2 separate regions of the Gossypium hirsutum genome follow, and region 2 is linked to region 1. The links are chromatin contacts, called in public Hi-C maps. All regions are on one chromosome and are shown on one strand. The core of a region is the stretch at or near the end of the contact, and the rest is flanking DNA. Distances in the headings are between cores, read along the strand shown. Region 1 holds the start of LOC107900604 (cation/calcium exchanger 4). Region 2 has its middle 42 kb from the start of LOC107900605.

Region 1 (2,564 bases), core at 49-2,548:
TTGGGTGCAATGGTAAGACTCATTACATTCTCAAAGGAATGTAAATTCAAATTTTAGAGACAACATTATTGATAAGGGTAGTCACAAATCCCAAACACTATCTATAAACCAGATATAGCGAATACAAAAAAAGAAAAAGGTGTGATAATTACAAATTTTACTGATACCAAAAAATTTGATTTAAGCTTTAAATGTTTAGTAATTTTGTTAAAAAAATATTTTTGTAAGGATAAAATGTTTATTGTAGTTTGATATTATAAAGTAAATAATATACATTTAAATAATATTTAAATTTATAATATTATGATATACAAAATGTATCAACTTAAATTATAATAAAAATATTAAAATACTTTATTGTGACTCATTATCAATATTTTAATATATGAAACATAAATTTTAAATATATTTTAATTAATTAATATAATTTAATTTAAATTTGTTAATTGATATTTGAATCTACTTATAATTTAATTTAAGTTTATTAGAAGCAAAGTACTTAAATCAATTAAAAGAAAGATTGATGTAAAATTGAGTTTTATTTTATCTATTAATTATTACTTAATTAATATTAGAGAATAATATTAAATAGTTAAACACATTTGATCAAGTAGCAAATGGAGATAATTAGTAATAATAAGTTAGAAGTAGAATCATATTCGAACAACAATAGCATCGAAAAGAGATTGAAAAATTATTTAATTGATTATAAGGTAATATAACATTAAATTTGTCCTCTTATTATTTCAATTTAATATTACAATTTTTTTTATTTTAGTTCCAAATTTCTATATTAATTTTAATAATATTATATATTAATTCAATTTTATTTTATCTAATTATTTAATATTTTATTATCAATTGTTTTCTATTTTTCATTACTTTTAAAACATTTTATTCTCTAAATTATTTATCAAAATTAGTAGAATTTTATTATAAATTATACCAATGTTAATTTAATTAGTAAAAATATATATTTTGAATTGTAGAATTATATTATTTAAAGAATTAAAAATATAAACACATAAAAATTACGTATAATATTTTTAAAAATTCTGATTAATTTTTTCAAAATTTTTCATGTTTTAGAATTTTTTTGAATATTAAATTAGTGAAACCGATTGGATTTTGCAAACCATGATTCTCTTATTAACAAAGCATAAAATTAACACGAGTAAAATAGTTTTTTCTTAATTGAAATAAAATAACTTTTAAATTTTATAAAAATGTAACAAAAAATTAGCACTCATTAAAAAATAGTATATATTAATATAAATAAAGGGGTGATAAAGAAAAAGGAAAAAAATAGCAGTCATGAGAAATTTCTAACCAACTTCTTCTCCAAATTATTTTGTTTCAAAAATTCCCTGATTATTATTATTGTCAACGAACTTCTGCGTTGGAAAAACTGTCCCAAAAAGAGCCATTAAATTCCATTTCCTCTTTAATCTTGGGGTCATCGGTAAGTATCCTAAATTTCATATTCATTTTCTCTTCTGAATTCAAGGCTGGGGTTTCCTAGTTCCTTAGCTGAAAACCCTAGCCTAATTCACTTTGTAGGAATTTTTCAAAAGCTTGATGTTTTTTTTTTAGATAAAGAGATTTTATTTATGAGTAATAATTGTCTTTATGTTCCAAAAAGTCCCAAATTTCATGGGATTTTCAATGGATTATCTGCCATTATTCTACTTTTCTTTTTTTACACCCGGGCAGATTTCTTAAGAAAACCTCACATTAGCCAATTGTCTGGGCTTATTAATTATAATTTGAATCAAAGAACCGTACTTGATCACGTCGGTATAATTCGTCGAAAAATTAGCGAACTTGATGCCAGTTCGTCAAATTTAGCTTTTGGGAAGGGCCAGCAGAATGAGTTGAATGTAAGCTTGAGCCATCCTGTTTTCTGTACCGGATTGAATAATCATCAGGGTTTTGCTAATCAATGTGAGTTCCTGAAATCGAATCCACAGTGTTCTTCAGATGGATTCTTTGATTACATTAAGTTCTTCTATTGTGGTTGTGGAGAATTTAGGATAGTGGGCTATTTGATATTGGTTGTTTGGCTTCTTTCTTTGTTTTATCTTTTGGGTAACACTGCAGCTGACTACTTTTGCCGTTCATTGGAGAAGCTTTCTTATCTGCTTATGTTGCCTCCAACTGTTGCTGGGGTTGCACTCCTTCCGTTGGGAAATGGGGCACCGGATGTTTTTGCAAGTATAGCTGCATTTTTGGGGACGGATACAGGTGGAGTGGGTCTTAATAGCGTGTTAGGTGGTGGAGTTTTTGTTACTTGTGTTGTTGTAGGGGCTGTCTCCCTTTGTGTAGCGGGGACCGGGGTTCAGATTGATAAAAGATGCTTCATTAGGGATATCTGTTTCTTCCTTTTTACGCTCATGTCACTTACAATGATATTGATAATTGGCAAGGTGAGTATTTGGGGTGCCATTGCATTTGTCATGATCTATGTGATTTATGCATTTTCTGTTGTTGCAAATGAGATTCTGTGGAAACATACTGGGGGATTGAAATTGGATGTTGTTACACCATTGCTTCCTGTCCGAGGA
Region 2 (2,564 bases), core at 25-2,524, 120 kb after region 1:
AATGTCACACATATAAAACATAGATGTAGTCATGCCTTTTTGCAAATAAACAATAAACACAATTAAATAAAGATGAAACATGTTCTTTTTGTCTGTCACATATACAAAAAAAAACATTAAAAGATTATCACCTTTTTGCAAAAAAAAAAAACCATAATATTTGAACCCAAAACTCAGGTAAAGAACCAAAAACCCATTACTTACTGTAATCCATGTCTGGACCATCCATTGAATCAATCATTTGTTCTTCCATTTTGAATAAAAAATCCAACCGATTGATGGAGCACTCAATTTGATTTCTACTGTTTTGATTTAACAAAGATGACTATGAAAATGGATGATTTTTTCAGTCAAAATAGAAATGAAAACTAAAAGAAAAAGGAGTCCAAAGGTTCTTTTTTTTTGTTCAAGGATTAATCTGATGCATTGATTTTGATTACTTTGGGAAACCAAATTAAAATTTTCCTTTACTTAATTTAGAAAATTCAATTAATTAAATTTATTTAATTAAAAAATTAATTAATTTACTTGGCTGGACATGCACGTTAGTATTTAAAAATCACTTTAACTGCCATGTCAAATTGTCGTTTGGGAGGTAACAGATCTTAATGATAGAGTGATCATATTGTAACAAAATGATAGTGTACGTGACTAAAACGTAACATTTCAAATATAAGTGACTAAAATGTAAACCAAGACAAACACAAACAAAAGTAACTATTTTGATAGTTTACCATTTTTTAAAGTGGACATTAAGTGAAAAAAAAGCTAATGGGGCAAGTCTAGTCAGCAATCCATTGATGAGATATTGAAGATATTAAAGATATTAAAGAATCGTTTCTACTTTAGAGTGACTAACGAAATAATTTACCCTTAAAAAGATATTAAAGATTAGTAAACAACTTAAAAGAAAATATAAATAAATTAAAAAAAAACACATTTCTAGCTGCATTAAAGGTTCACTTAAAATTTACCACTTAAGTTTGAATAACAACGATAATGTTATTTATGGTGTGTGAATTTGATAATGATTTGTTTAAATAATTTACACCTAACATACACAAAAATAATCAGATTCTTAGGAAATTTGTCTCTAGCAATTTGGTAATCCTATATAAACTAGCATTTCAAAAAGTTTTATTTAATAACAAGTCTGCTTCACTAGCACGGCTAGGGGTTTTCTTAGATTTTTTTTTTTGCGTTTCTTGACGGCGGTGGTAGTTTTTGACAGGCTCATCGTTGGTTTTTTAGGGTTTTTGGCTGATATGGAACACGAGTTGGCAAATTTATCATTCGATGATGAGGAGAAAGAGGGTTTAGTGGTACCCACGGAGGTTGGTTCGCAATCGGTGGTGTCTGAATTTAGTATTTTCAGCTGTTAGAAAATAGCAAGTATAGTTCATTTTTCGGTTATGAAGAGCACCATGGCGAATGTTTGGCATCATGTTAGAGGCGCTCAGATTTCGAATCTAGGAGACAAACACTTTTTATTTAAGTTCTTTCATAGGATGGATTTGGAACGAGTGATTAATAGGGCTCCCAAGACTTATAATAACAATTTGTTGGTGTTTCATAGGCTAGAGAGAGGGGAGGATCAGGTGAAGGTTCCTTTGTTATATGTGAGTTTTTGGGTTCAGGTGCATGATCTACCTATGGGATTATTCTTGGAAGTTATGGCGCGACAGTTGGAAATTTTATGGGTACTTTTTTTTAGTATGATTCGAAGAGTTTAAGTCGGGCGATGCGTAATATCTTAGACTCAGGGTCCAATTGGATGTCAAGAGACCCCTGAAAAGGAAAAAGAAGATTATATTCACGTCAAGTAGCCACAGTTATGTTTACTTCAGGTATGAAAAATTGACTTTGTTCTATTTCTTTTACGGTCGTTTGGGGCATAGTGATTCTTTCTGTCAACTCTGTATGTCAAGAGAAGAGGAGACTATTGAGCTAGGGTGGGATCTATCGATTCAAGCATAATCGAGAAGAGCTGCAACAATGAGTAGTGTATGGTTGGTGGAATAAAGTGAAGGGGGCTAATCCTGGTGGAGGGAAAAGGGATTTTGTTTACGATTCTGGGACAAACGGTCGGCAGGATATTGGAATTAAGAGGGATCCTATGTTAGGGATTAATTTAGAAGGGTCGGGGGTAAGTATTCTAAGGGATGATGGTTGTGGGGATCAATTGCGGGAGCATTTAAACATGGAGCATGATGGGGAAGAGATACATGTTGAGAATATTGATGGCAAGAAGAGACTTCGGAATGATATGGGGGATTATGTCACTACGGGGATGGAAAATTTAGTATTAGTTCGTGGGGAATGACCAGTGGGGAGAGCCCATTTTATATTAGCTGGCAAGCTGACCAAGCGCAATGAAAATAATAAATTGGAATGTTCGTGGGTTAGGGAAATTGTGGTCTGTTAGACGTCTCAAGAACAAATTGAGGCAAGGTCAACCCCAAATTTTGTTTCTAACTAAAACAAAAGTCAATGCGAGAAAGATGGAATAGATACGGCAAAAATGTGGGTTCATAAATGGTATTGATTTGGATGCGATAGGAACA

What was found. A called contact is a pair of places that touch in the nucleus more often than the background predicts.
Region 2: a Hi-C map of callus shows a contact between it and region 1, with 4 times the contacts expected there. The contact joins the enhancer-like site here to the promoter of LOC107900604 in region 1. A contact is called at or near these places in 9 of 34 Hi-C or Micro-C datasets (anther, callus, hypocotyl and 2 more).

The regions. Positions count from the first base shown.
Region 1 is chrD06:55,077,034-55,079,597 of Gossypium_hirsutum_v2.1, forward strand. It overlaps LOC107900604 (cation/calcium exchanger 4), which reads left to right and starts at 1,299. Exons shown (of 1, transcript XM_016826267.2): 1 at 1,299-2,564. The coding sequence starts at 1,611.
Region 2 is chrD06:55,196,232-55,198,795 of Gossypium_hirsutum_v2.1, forward strand. No RefSeq gene overlaps it. Among protein-coding and RNA genes, the nearest start is that of LOC107900605, 42 kb to the right of the region's middle. Within about 2 kb of position 1,275, at least 6 of the 9 cell types and tissues checked have an H3K27ac peak or open chromatin away from gene starts, as enhancers often do.